Regions from separate parts of the Mus musculus genome. Here region 2 is linked to region 1. Evidence: chromatin contacts called from public Hi-C data. All regions are on one chromosome and are shown on one strand. Each heading gives the region's core, a stretch centred on a gene start, on an enhancer-like site or on the middle of the called end of the contact. The rest is flanking DNA. Distances are from core to core; before and after follow the strand shown.

Region 1 (2,969 bases), core at 310-2,809:
CTTCAGAGCTGGTTGACATTTAATGCTAAATAATATTAATGAAAGGAACTTGCTGTCCCCATGATGGATTTCTCTTGCTTACCTTCTTTCCCTCCTTTTTTTAGCTCTTCCATTTTTAAAGCTCTAAGTGGCAGTCAGACCTAAGAAACTGACCGGAGGCTCATAGAGGATCTGAGAGGCCCAAGGGGCCTCTGAGCATACTGGCTGCCTTCATAAGTGACACTTCTAGATGCTCTGAAAGCTCAATTCAAATGGGCAATGAGCGTACAGAAAGCTGCCCATGGGTACAAGAACATAGAACAAAGTTTATGAGAGTGTTCAGAATCTCACTCCTAACTCTGCAAGAATACTGGAAAACATGCTGCAGATAAATGGAGGGCAGGAGAGGGAGATCTGGCCAAAGCCATCAAGAGTGGAGAGACAAGGGATGGGTTGGCCGTGGGGCGGGGCGTGCCTGTAGGATGGGGCTTGGCTATAGGTCAGCTGGCCCTTAAGAGTCCAGGACCCAGAAATAATCTACAGGCTTGGCTCAAGTAACCTGCAGTGCCTGGGTCTTCTTAATAGAATTTAAATTTAAAGTCAGATATTTTATTGTCTCTCTGGGAAGAATAGTTAATTCTACCAGGCCATGCTGTCACTTTAAATTATCAGTGAGAATTTCAAGGAAAAAGATCAATTCTGAAAGGAAATCAATTTTGGGTAACTAGAAACAATCTTACTTTAGGGCGTGTGGGGTATTCTAAACAGAGGATGTTATTGTGTGAGTTTGAGACTCCCTTTTGCTGTATTATCCTACTTTTGTCTAAGCGTGTTACAGACCTAATTTGCTTTTTAATACATCTATGTTTCCACCCGTGGGTCCACTGGCAATTTGATTCATTTATGCGGGTATATATATATACATTTGTAATCTGAAAATTCAGCCCGCTAAATTCTACCAAGAAAAAAACCGGGACTGTCAGTATACAGTCCCTTATACTCTTCTGAATTCTTTTCTCCTCCTCTGGGGTCGCCTGAGTGTGGACTGCTCCCACAAGCTGCTGGGTCGCCATCACAGATTCCCTCAGCTTGCCACTTCCTCTACAGAGCGAGCTCTCAGGACAGCTTCTCACTACACAGGGCTTAAGCAGAGATTTTAACACGCAAGAAGTACGAAATCCCCTTACTTTAAACCCTCCAATGAAAAGGCGCCTACAGATTAAGAGGGAATAAAGTGACTATCAACCAGACGCAGGACATGAAGCCGTCCTTGTATTCTGATCTGAGCGAAGTAAAATGAAAATTACGTGCACAGTCTCCTCTTACACACAGGCACGCTGTTTGATCTCTAGAGTGCGGCGTTTAAGGAACTACTCAGTGTTCCGGTGTGATACACACTGAATTATTTATGTGGGAAAGAAGCAGAATTAAGAGTTTGCAGGACAATTGTGGGGAGGGGCGCTTAGCTGGCAGGCAGCTCCCACGGTGGAGAGGAAGCTCCGGGCCAATCCCGGAGCTTGAATTCCTGTATTGGGTTGGGGTGTGGGGGGTGGGTTAAGGCTGTAGGGAGAGAGAGCAGTTCAAAGAGCTCCTCAGTTACATAACAGGTTTGACGCCAGCTCGCTACACGCCGGACTGTGTCTCAAAAACAAGACATGATAAAATAAAATTGAGAAGGCGTTGATTAGGAGGTGGGTGGAGTTTGGGTGAAATAAATGTGGGCAATGCTCCCTCCTCCTCCTCCTCCTCCTCCTCCTCCTCCTCCTCCTCCTCCTCCTCCTCCCTCCCTCCCTCCCTCTCTCTTCCCCCCCACCCCCCCAGAGTTTGAGTCTCTTTAACAACAATTGTTAAATCGACAGATAAAGACCTCCACTAACTCCCCCATGGACCTTGGATAAAATTCTAGGTCTGGCAGCTTTCGTAGCCTCATCCCTATGCTCTTCCTGGTCTCAAATCCACCATAATGCGTTCTATAGTACGAATGGCCCTTTTCTGGCCTAGGGTCTTAGGGCTTGTTCTGCCCTCCTCTGGGAGCATGGATTCTGCAGGTGGTCATCTGGGAGGCTCTGGAGAGTTTGACTGTCCTGTCACTTAGCAGCCCTTTCCTGTCATTCCCCTGCACCAGCTCCTCCCCACCTGTGTGTTTGCCTGTCTGCGTCAGTCTTCCTGGCCCTTTAGAGCTCCGAGTGAGTTTTCTCTCTCGTACAAGGTTGGGAACACCACAGTGTGTCGGGGCAGGGGACATTCAGCAAATGTTTAAGGGGCGAATCAAACAATGTTGAATTTTCCCCCATGAACAATGCAAAAATCCCTTCTCTTTCCCATGTGGCTGACCTTTTCGCCTCTCTTGTTTCAAAATTAGCCCGAGAGGAAGAAAAAGACGCGGTTGATCGCTTTCTGATGCTTTCTCCCCACCTCCGTTTCTTTCTGAAAATTGAAATAGAAAAAGCCCAAAACCCCAAACCCCAAACAAACAAACAAATAAACAAACACCGAAAGAAGAGAAACAGGCGGCTTCCCTTACTAATGCTACTTTGGGGCGGGGGGGGGGGGGCAAAATTTTGCTCTCCCTCTCCTTTCTGTTTTCCTCTCTTGGCTTAGAAACTCCTCTGGTTGGCAATAACCTGATGAGCTGTCAGGAAATATGTCGGGAGTAATGAAAATAGACCTTTTCCAATTTCAAAAGTGTCGCTGGTTTTTTTTTCTTTCTCTCTCTCTCTCTCTCTCTCTCTCTCTCTCTCTCTCTCTCTCTCTCTCTCTCTCTCTCTCTCTTTCTTTCTTTCTTTCTTTCTCCTCTTCCCCAGCCATGGTCCTGGGCCTCCTCCCCAAGTGAGTTTCTTTGCATTACCATATAGGTCATATAGACACAGTTGCTTTGGATGTTCTAGAAAATGCCCTTAAAAAATAAAACACAGATGTTGCTACATTGTTAAATCTTGTCAGTCAGACCGGTTGAACACATTCCGCCTAAGGGTGCAGAGACGCGGAAG
Region 2 (2,969 bases), core at 148-2,647, 210 kb before region 1:
GAGAGTTCCAGGCCAGACTGAGATGCATAAGACTCTATGTAGACAGACAGACAGACAGACAGACAGATACATGATTGATAGATAGATACATGATAGATGATAGATAGATGGTAGATAAATGGTAGATAGATGATAGATAGATAGATAGATGGTAGATAGATGATAGATTGTGGGTAGATGGTAAATGGATGGACAATAGATAGATAGATAGATAGATAGATAGATAGATAGATAGATAGATAATAGATAGATGATAGATGAGTCTTTTATCACCTGTCTATAAATTCTTACATGGCTTAGACTGTCACAAGAGTGAATGGGAAGAACCAGGAGCTAACCTGTGCTACAGAAACACTCTGCCTGGCGTGTGTCAGGTGAATGACAAGGCTGTTAACGAATGTGAGTCTCCTGGACATTAGCCCCAATTAGAGTCAATCCCGCTTCTCTTTCAGAGACACGATGAGGGACCTGCTCAGCGAGTGAAGTCGCTTGCTGAGTGAGTGTGACAACCTGGGTTCAATCCCTGGGGCTTGCAAGAGAGAAGCAGCTCTGGACAACTGTCCTCTGACCTCCTCCACATTGCCACATGTCTCCCCCACCAGTAACTAAATTAAAATGTAAGAATTGCCCATGCTGGCTAAATGTTGTGGGCATTCACACTGGCTCCCATGTGCTGTGACAGTGGGTCCCTCCAGATGGACCTTACAGAGAGACATCAAGTGTGGCTTTTTGTATAATGTCGGTTTTTGCTGAGATGTTTCAGAGACACGTGACTTAACAAATGGTAATAAGTTCCTGCCATCCACAGAGCGATGTTCAGCACCTCACTTCTCTTTAGCTGCAGAGAATTCCTGGCCAAATATGATAATTACTTAGTTCTGTGCTTTTAGCTCTGGGTAATTGTCTCTCACTAGAAGCTGAAGGGGCCCCTGCATTCATAGCTTCATCCCATGGCATTTGGGGTGGCTATAGAAAGAAAAGCAACTTCAGTGTAATTATGAGACAATAAATAAATAAACAATAAATAAAGCCAGATCTTGTCATGTGATTTCATTTATTAGGTTGATGTTTCTTTCTGGAGACGCTATAAGTAGAATCAGGTGCCGGGCTGTTACTGAAATGAGAAAATAACACCCCATGATCAATATTGGCAACAGGATCCTGAATGCAGGCAATAAATAAAGAAATAAAGACGGAGCCCTTTAAAGTACAGGTGACATTTTAGAGGGTGCTGCTGCACTTTGCTCTCTGGTAATTTGCTTTTTGTTTTTGTTTTTGTTTTTATTTTTGTTTTTGTTTTTGGTGGTGGCTGTGAGGTCTGATTTACCTCAGGGCTACTGTCTGTGCTGTTCTGTTATTGCTAATGTTATGCCGGGACGAGCAGAGCGTGAAAGGCCATCTTTGTTCTCAGGGACGCAATGATTTCTGTGTCCTTAAAGTGGAAGGAAACCAGCCGCCATTCCTGTTCTGTTTTCGAAGTGTTCAAATGATAAAATAAGCAATGCTGTGTGTTTTGTAGAGATGAAGGCCGGGCTGTGCTGCTGTCGCTCCTGTCCTCTGGTGGGGGTTGGCTCTCTGTAGAGACTTCACTTCCTCCCCGGTTTTGCTCCATTCGAGTCCTTTGTTGGGTGCCTATGACTGGAGTCCCTTTCTTCCCTGTTATCCTTCTCGGGCACACTGGGACACCCTGGTGAACCATGTGTCACTTCTGTTATGGTTTCCATGTCAGCAAAACAAGGCACCTTTGAAGGTCTGCACCCCAAGAGCCTATGTTAGTGGAACCCTTTGCAGTTTTTGAAGTGTGTGCTGTGCCTTATTCTGGTACCCCAGCTCCTGCTGCTGAATAGGCGGAGCTTGTAGCATCTCCATTTCTTCCTCCCCTCTCAAACGAAGCCTCACTATAGTATCATGGATATTTGGGTGTTTATCTCAAATCCTTTCCGAATGCCATAGCATCATTCATTGGGACAACCTTAATGAGGTGGCAATTAGTCATTCATTGGGACCTATTTAATGGGTGGGAAGAGGTGAAGAGAGAGGGGGAAAGAAATGTCAGACTCTGGGAGAGTCAGGAAGGCGGGGATACCTCAGGGATCCCTGAGAGAGCTTTTTGTCAACAAAATGGATCAGCCTTGCAAGCAGTAAAACTTTCAAATGACCTTCATGTCAAAATATTAGGCTGCTTTTTTTTTCTGCTGGATAGCAGTTTAATAAACATAAAAGGCACACATATCATTCAGAGTGGGGCAAAGTTTGCATCAAAAGTGTAGCTCTCCCCTTTTAAGGAAAGACTAATGTTTCTCCATGTGGTGGAGGAAATGACACTCCGCGTCAGGCTTGTGCGGCTGGAGAATAGGTATTTACGACGACTACAGGAGCTTTCTAGCCCTTTCTTCTAGCAAACACTAACCTGTGAATGTGGCCGAATCAGCAGCTGTAAGAGTGAGAGGTCCGGATCTTACATTCGGTACCGGCTGCTTTCCCGAAATTTGCAAGCAATTGGGGGCATTGATAAGAAATGCACAGGCAGAGGTGGAGGGTCTGTGAAGTTAACTTAGTGGGTAATGGGGGAAGGAGTCCTCAAAACTAAGGGCTCATGCATTTTTTTTCTTTGCTGAAATAATTTCTTCTCGAGGTTAAACTTCAGGGAGGAAGACAGGACAGATGTTTGAATTTAAATTGTCTAAAAGGCAGGAAATGTAAATAAATACGTCCCAAAGAATTCCTAGCTTCTCTTCTCTCTGAGTTTTCTTATCAGGGGAACACTGGCTCAGTGGCTAAGAACTGATAAAGCCAGGATCAGGTGTTGGCAGAAATGCAAAGTGGAAGAGCCAGTCTGGGGAACAGAGACAGAGCACTGACAAGTGAGAGACAGAAACCCAGAAGCAGATAACACAGGCCCCTGTAACTGCTCATTGGCTTCCACTGGTGCGGTGGTCACCAGGCAATAAAGATAGTGTACATTAAGA

What was found. A called contact is a pair of places that touch in the nucleus more often than the background predicts.
Region 2: a Hi-C map of forebrain shows a contact between it and region 1, with 2.9 times the contacts expected there. The contact joins two enhancer-like sites. A contact is called at or near these places in 10 of 484 Hi-C or Micro-C datasets (the N1E-115 cell line, cardiomyocytes, cerebral cortex and 7 more) and 5 of 115 datasets of contacts at active chromatin or transcription factors (cardiomyocytes, embryonic basal ganglia, embryonic stem cells and 2 more).

What each region holds. Positions count from the first base shown.
Region 1 is chr17:9,763,376-9,766,344 of GRCm38.p6, reverse strand. All of the region lies in intron 3 of 4930452A19Rik (RIKEN cDNA 4930452A19 gene), which reads left to right. Among named protein-coding and RNA genes, the nearest start is that of 4930452A19Rik, 11 kb to the left of the region's middle. Within about 2 kb of position 1,559, at least 156 of the 459 cell types and tissues checked have an H3K27ac peak or open chromatin away from gene starts, as enhancers often do. A contact at or near this core is called in forebrain, where this site is marked.
Region 2 is chr17:9,977,484-9,980,452 of GRCm38.p6, reverse strand. No RefSeq gene overlaps it. Among named protein-coding and RNA genes, the nearest start is that of Gm34799, 72 kb to the right of the region's middle. Within about 2 kb of position 1,397, at least 5 of the 459 cell types and tissues checked have an H3K27ac peak or open chromatin away from gene starts, as enhancers often do. A contact at or near this core is called in forebrain, where this site is marked.